Linked DNA regions of Mus musculus: region 1 is linked to region 2. The links are chromatin contacts, called in public promoter capture Hi-C maps. All regions are on one chromosome and are shown on one strand. The core of a region is the stretch at or near the end of the contact, and the rest is flanking DNA. Distances in the headings are between cores, read along the strand shown. Region 1 holds the start of Adprhl1 (ADP-ribosylhydrolase like 1). Region 2 overlaps Atp11a (ATPase, class VI, type 11A).

Region 1 (4,005 bases), core at 1,459-3,958, 410 kb before region 2:
ACTGTGCTGACCCTACCTCACACTTGCCAAGACTTGGTGTCACACGCGTGCCTTGCTGCCCAGCCTACAGGGCCGTGGGGCAGATATGCTGGGCCCACTTCAGGACAGGGGACTCGTCAATGCCTAAACACAGAAAGCATGCCCCATATGTGCTGTAGGGCAGCTCCTGGTACTGGGGCCTGCTCCTGGGGTAGGAAGCAGCTCTGAGGCATGCGTGCCCTACGAGGTGGACATTGCTAATGAACGGGAATCTCACAGGAGGTGGAGGGTCAGAACTGGAAACCAGTCTCCACAAAGCCAGCCCCTCGGTGCGTGAGATGACATCACTAGTGGCCTGTCAGCGCAGGTCTGTCAAGGGACAACCGGGACATCTTTGAGAGCGTACGTAACCAAACTGACTTAGTGAAAACCTGGAAAACAACTTCCTTCCAGGCTTTGTGGGTTCCTGACTTGTAGTTAACTTCTGTTCAGAGAAGTTTATAGATACAAAGAACTAAATCTTGAAGGTCTGCAATACATTCTTATTTCTAAGATTTAACATTCTTCAGGGAAAGGAGCAGTGATATGATTGAGCAGGTGAAGGCATGTGCTGCCCAGCCTGAGTTCAGTCCCTGCGAGCCACGTGGTGGAGGGGAGAAGTGACTTCTCCAGTTGTCCTCTGACCTCCACACATGTGCCATGAAATGCATGTACTCCCCACACACATGTACTCACACAGTAAAACAAATAGGCAAACAAGCATAAATAAGTTAAGTTCTATGGGATTGTCAATAGGCTGTGACATACCAGTAATTGATAAAGGCTTTTTAAACAATTGTGCTTTCTGTTCTCTTATTTACACTTGAATTGTGCATGTTACAGAAATGCTGAAAACTTCAGACATAGTAAATAAAATATTTTCCCTGGTGTTGTGATGTCCTTTATTCTTGGTTGCACAAATACCTACCTGTGCACATCAAGGTCCTGGGCTTTGTCTTGGAGCAACAGAAAGAGCCTCTGTAGTGACAGCAAGCAAGCCCTTGCCACATTGCATCCTCACCAGGTAAGTAGCATGTTGGAGACAGACAGACAGCTCCATCCCTCCAGGTCGCTTTCTCTGCCCAATATGCTGGAATGTGGGGGCCGTCTATCAGAATATGCTACTACAGCTAAGATTATATCTAGAACATATTTACCCAACACCACAGGTTTAGGAGATGCATGTAATCTGTTCCACTTCCCAGAGGAGACAGCATACTCCTTGTCTAAGTGACGTAGGTGCTGAGTTGTGGTAGTTTAAATGTTCAGTGCAGTTCATACTTGATGCTCTGTGGGCGCAGAAGTCAACTTCCCAGCTTCTTTTGCTGTGCCTAGCATCCTGTAACAGAAGGGGCTCTGTGAATGTCAGGTAGACAGACTAGTGAGGCAGCCTTATCTTGTGTGTGATTTTGACCGAATAGTGTAGAAGTGGTTTCCAAACATCCACAACAAAGCCTCTCCCAAGAGTCCTTGGACCTCACTCCTTGAGCCAGGTCACACTTGTCCATAAGTTGGTACACCGTAAGTGGGAGCTGGCTCCTGCTGGCTTCTGCTGTTTGTCTGTCTGGATGGGAGCTATGTACCTTCTGGATTTGTGGGACTGCTTCAGACTGAGAGTTGGGCCAGCAGGAAGGGCGTCTTGTTACACACTAAAGTTCTTTCCAATTGTATTCTAAGTCCAAGTGATGCACTGCCAATTCTGGGTGACAGATTTACGTCACAAGAGGGCCAGCAATGTCTGAGGCTGCAAGGTTTGTGCTTGAGACAGGGTATAGGGAGGTGGTTGACCTAGGTCATTTCAAACCAAGAAGCCTGGCTTTATAAAGTGCACCTATCCATCCTCATTATTTAATAATTCCATGAGCAGGCAGTGATGTTTACAACAAGTGAAGTTTGTTTGTATAGACACGCATCACTAAAGGTTAGCACTGGAGCCCCTTACTGGACACTAAGTTGTGAGAGAACACTTTTTCACAGGAGCTGGGAGTTCTCGTTCTTGTAAGGTTTTCTCTCATGTCATGGTTTTAATGGAACTGAGGATCAGACCAAGGGCCTTGTATACATTAGGTAACATTGCTCTGTCGGGTCTACTGCAGCCCACAGCCCTCAATTTTATAATAAGGGATGGGTTTTGTTTGTTTTTTGTTGTTGGTTTTTTTTTTGTTTTGTTTTTTTTGTTTTGTTTTTGAGGCAGGGTTCCTCTGTGTAGCCCTGGCTGTCCTGGAACTCACTCTGTAGACCTGGTTGGCCTCAAACTCAGGGATCCACCTGCCCCTGCCTCCTGAATGCTGAATGCTGAAACTAGAGGCGTGTATCACCACTGCCCAGCCAGAAAAGTTTTCTAAAAGCATAAAACTACAATGGGTGGGCCTCAGTTTTATGCTGAGTGAAAGAGGGCAGACAAGAAGGGGCAAAAGGAGTGTGTCTGTCTGAAGGTAGGGCAGAGCAGATGGTCAAGGAACCGGGATGGAGCAGTATGTTCTCATTGTGGTATGTCGCTCTGCCAGCAGGGGGCACAACTCACCAAGGTGCTGACAGAGTAGCACAGCTCACGGGCTCTGAGCTGGGCTGAGCTGGCTGGGTGTACACTGGTGCCAGCAGACTCCTTTGCTGGAGAGCCAGCGTGTCCCAAACAGCTCCCACGTGGTGAGCTCTGAGCCTTTATCTCATTGGTGCCACCTGCCAAGGCAGGGAAGGAACGCCTGGTCATTTGGAGAGTGCTGGATGGTGATACAATGACCAGTATAAATGTCAGCGGGGCTGGCTAAGGGTGGCCAGGAGAGGACAAAGGCAACCGCAGGGTAAGAGGGGTCACCTTCCAAGATGGAGAAGTTCAAGGCTGCAATGCTGTTGGGGAGTGTTGGAGATGCCCTCGGCTATGGAAACATCTGCAGGGAGAACAGCGTTTTAGGCTCAATCCAGGAGGAGCTGCAAAAGACAGGGGGGCTGGACAGCCTTGTGCTCTCACCTGGGAGGTGGCCAGTGAGCGACAACACCATCATGCACATGGCGACTGCTGAAGCCCTGACCACAGGTAGGACTGACTGGCGTATTCGTGGCTCCAAGTGTGCTGGGGTAGAAAGACAGGCCACCTGGGTTGATAGCAAACCAGTACCAAGAACCCTGAAGGTGGTGTCTTAGAGCCCTGTGTTACCTGACACTGTTGCTGAAGGCAGGGATTTAATATTCCCCCAAGACCTGGAGCCTGAGAGGCAGCGGGCAGGTCATGTTTCTCCTGAGTGTCTTTAGGGGACAGCAGCCCTTGGCAGATAATTAAGCTCCTGGTTCTGAACAGTGTTCGCTTGTCTCTGTGTTAGGTGAGCAACCCTCTAGGAGCTGCTCTGCAGGGCGGGGCAGGGGTGGGGGAGACAAAGCACAGACAGACATAGGTGCACTGCAGAGGCTGAGCATCTTATTCTAAGTCTATAAAGAAGAGCTTGAAATGTGGGCCCACTGAGATAACATTGTTTGGGGGTGGCATCTCCGATCCAAATAATTAAGGTTGAGCTGTCTGTCCGAGCGATCCAGTTTGGGCGTAATTTATGAGTAAATTGTCTAAGGAAGAGTTTTGGACATGGAAGAACAAAGCTTGTTTCCTAAGGAGCTAAAATCAACAAAATGTTACCTGGATTTCAGAGACGCGCCCATATACAAGCGCCGTGTGTCTTTTCTCGACACAGTGTGATGGTAATACCCTGCAGGTCTGGCATGCCATCGTTGCAAAACTGAGGCCTGAGGCCAGCAGTTGAGCCAACAGACCCCACATACGCATTCCCTGCTCTGTCCGTCTGTCGTGAGCACGCCCAGCTTAGTTCTGTGGTCACTGTATAGGAATGCCACCAATGCCGTGTCTCTAAATAGAGCAGACACACATTGATAAGATATGGTGTCACAGCTTGTTGAAAATGGTGAAGCATCTTTCTGAGTGTACCTCATGATGAAACGCAGGTATTTATGGATTCTGTGGTCATTGTATAGGAATATCAT
Region 2 (3,447 bases), core at 740-3,239:
CACATGGACATTGTTACCTGTCCTCAACAGCCGTAGCACCAAGCAGAACAAGGTCCTTCTCTATCTGCTCGTAGGCTTCTGCCAGCTTCTTCTCCCGGTCCTGAAGCGCCACTTTGGCACTCTGTAGCAGTCGGCAAGCATCTTCGTACTGCTCTGGCTCGAGCCTCTTGTATGCAACACACAGGGTTCGCAGCCCTTCCTGTGCAACACAAGTCAGTGTCTCATGTGAATCTCATGACACCTGCTGAATGCATTCCAGTGTCTAATGTGAATCTCATGACACCTGCTGAATACATTCTCAGACCATCGTTATACCCATCTCTGAAGAGAATGGATGAGTCATAACCCAGCCACCCTCTAGGGATTACTAAATTACATGAAATACAGACAGTCATGTGCTCTGCAGAACTGTAACCTATGAGACCTACTCCACACAGACAATCATGTACACTGTGGAACCATAACCTATGAACCTGGTCAATACGGACAATCACATGCACTGTAGAACGGTAAACAGATTCTGTTTGAATCTGTTTGTTCTGTAAACAGATACAGAACTCAACTGAGCTTCTGAGAGATAACAGTTTGCAGTGTTGTGGTAGTAGTATTTGAAGTTGGGAGATGGCAGACTACAAGGTGATTCACCCTCATGCTGGGTACAGGGGATATTAAATAAGCCTTAGGGATGAGGGGACCTAACACATGTGGAGTGTGTGCAATGCACAGACCTGCCACTGCGCCTCCCCCTGCCAAGACACAGCAAACTCTCACTGGGTGGGAGGCACTGGTGGGGTTTCTTTGGGAGTTTCTTGCTCCTTCACCCTAATCCATGTACAACGGTGTAATACTCACAGGTCTCCTAAGCAAGCATTTCAAACTCTGGATTTTAGATTTTGAAAACTGTTTCCTGTGTTTTCAGCACTTCTCTCAGCTCTTCGGGTCACAATTTTACTTCTTAGATCTCCTATCTGGTGAGAAGGACATACCCCACTGCCCCACTGGTTATGGTTCTTATAATCCCTCAAGAGGGAGGGAGGGAGGGAGGGAAGGAGGGAGGGGACAGAGGCAGAGTACATTGCTTCATTAACAAGTCAGAAGGATCATCAGACAGGAAGAGTCTCTAAAGAGAATGATCTAGAATTGTCCAGAATGTAGGGTGTTTTGAGCAGTAAGTAAAGCTTTCAGAAGCGAAGAGGCCTTTGTTTGTACAAGTATTCAGGGGACTTTCTACTGTGGTGACACAGGGGCCTCTTGCTAAGCATGACAAAAAGTCCTATATAAAACACTACCAAGCTGTACAAAACACAGTCATACTTAGTGCTGGCCTGCCTTTATAAACACAGAGGAAGCAATCCTCAGCAGCACTAGCTGACGGAACCCACAGCTATGAAAGGTCCGCATGCCCTGAACAGGACTCCTCCCCGAATGGCAGCCTGACTCGGCATAGGAAATGGCTAATGTAACATGTGTAATGTAACATGTGTAATGTAACATGTGTAATGTAACATGTGACGTTATCAGATGGAGACCTACGAGATGCTCTGAACGGAAAACTGCAGAAGCATCCCAGAGTGTGCTCATAGCGGCTCCCTAAGAACTGCTCCAAAGTGAAGAGCAGCAGGACTTCTTGCCTTTGCATTAGGATGAACACAGCTCAGCAACACAAACTCTGTCAGAGGACCAGATCTTACAGCCAGATGTCATAAAGAACACACACCCCACCTTGCATGAAATCCCAGAGCTACTGTATGACTGCAGTAATGGCACAGCTGTGACATCAGCACAGCGGGCCAGCTGCGTCTCACACGCTCCCACACTCACCTTGGGAAGACATTTTAAACATTCTACCCATAATTGCATCAGAAAGAAAATATTCAAGAATGTGTGTACCCATGGAGGAAAAAGACTAACACACATAAAACTATGTAACACTGAAGAAATCGCAGAAGAGCCAAATAACAGAAACACATCTGCTTCTGTGGATTGCGACACTTCTTGTTAAGATGACAACACTACCCAAAGCCATGTGTAGATCCTGTGGTCCTGTGGAACTCCCAATGGTGATCTCGCAGGAACTCAAGGGGAATGGTAAGGTCTGCAGAACAGCACAGCAGGGTTAGGGGAGAATAAAGCTGGCCGTGCGTACAGTCTCATTCCAGGGCTTACTAGCAAATGGCAGTAAAGTAAACTGCACAGAACTGGAGTGCAGACAGACAGAGAAAGCCAGAGCGGAGCAGGATGGAACTGAGACCTGGAAACATCCTGGAACCTCTGGCCAGATGATTTAACAAGAGAAACAAGATCATTTAACAGGGAAAACAAAGCAAAACAAAATAGCCATTCAACAACGGGGTCCAAAAAATGACACCCACTTAACAGAAAATAAGACAACTCCCTTCACACCACACATAAAGTAAGATCAATGTCTTAAATTTAACAGCTAAAACTATAAAGTTCTTAGAAAAAACAGAGGGTAAAGGCTTCAAAATCTTACATTTGGCATCAATTTCTTAATTGTGATTAAACATACCAAAACAAGCGACCAGAGGAGAAACTGGGTTTGAAGCAAGCAACGGTCCTCTCAGCATTTCCTACAACTGCCTTCACTTGTACAAAGCTTTACTTGTTTAAGCTGAGTAACTCCCGGGCTGACCTGCAGGATGGGTCTAAGGATTCTAGGACCGTCTGAGGAATGCTGTCCTGGTTGGGTTTAGTCACCTTGATACAAACCTAGATCTGTCTGGGGAGAGAGAATCTACCTGTTAAAATCCCTGCTGAGTGGGACACAGGCAGGCCTCTCAATGAGTGACTGAGGTGTGAAACTTCCCTCGCTGTACGCTGTACGAGGATGCCTCCAGTGCTCCCCACTGACACCCACACTGTCTTGGGAGCAGGGTCTATGTTGTTACCAAGGAAACGTGCATCTACTCATCCTGTCTGTTACTTCAAAATTAAGGACAGACCCTGATTTTTGCCAGGTCCCTTCTCTGTAGCTCAGGGGGCCAAGACCCATTTGTCTCAAGCCTATTATTCTGACTGTGTGAGTGGGGTGCATGTATGAAATGTTCTGTTTCTGGGGTCAAAATGAGCTCATTCTATGTCTCCTGTCAATATGCTTCTGGATTCTGCTTGGTGATGTGATGTGCCTGAAGACAGATGTGAACATTTTCATAGACAGACACTTTTACATAATTAGTGTTAGGGTTGATCTGTATTTTCCCTGTCTGTCTTTGTTCTTGATTTGTGCTGCTTAGAAGGAAAGAAAGTTGCTCTAAGGAGGAAGGGAACATACAACAAAAAGAATCTGTGTCTCACATGTCAGTTCTGAGACATCACTGGCCCACTGTGGCTGGGAAGTGTAAGCCTTAGTGAACCTTTCTTTTCCCAGTTCTTTTTGGTCAAAGTGTTCTACCACAACAATAGAGCGCTAACTAAGGCAGGTGCAGT

The links. Promoter capture Hi-C pulls out the DNA fragments that hold promoters and counts their contacts.
Region 1: a promoter capture Hi-C map of stem cell-derived epiblast-like cells shows a contact between it and region 2, with 2.2 times the contacts expected there. The contact joins the promoter of Adprhl1 here to the enhancer-like site in region 2. A contact is called at or near these places in 11 of 39 promoter capture datasets (the 3T3-L1 cell line, 3T3-L1-derived adipocytes, the C10 cell line and 6 more) and 2 of 9 other capture datasets (liver and macrophages).

Annotation. Positions count from the first base shown.
Region 1 is chr8:13,252,865-13,256,869 of GRCm38.p6, reverse strand. Adprhl1 (ADP-ribosylhydrolase like 1) reads left to right here and starts at 2,708. Exons shown (of 7, transcript NM_172750.4): 1 at 2,708-3,052. The coding sequence starts at 2,842. Dcun1d2 (DCN1, defective in cullin neddylation 1, domain containing 2 (S. cerevisiae)) reads left to right here. Exons shown (of 7, transcript NM_001024504.2): 7 at 1-907.
Region 2 is chr8:12,839,578-12,843,024 of GRCm38.p6, reverse strand. It overlaps Atp11a (ATPase, class VI, type 11A), which reads right to left. Exons shown (of 30, transcript NM_001293667.1): 18 at 18-199. Among named protein-coding and RNA genes, the nearest start is that of Gm15350, 9.4 kb to the right of the region's middle. Within about 2 kb of position 1,989, at least 19 of the 459 cell types and tissues checked have an H3K27ac peak or open chromatin away from gene starts, as enhancers often do.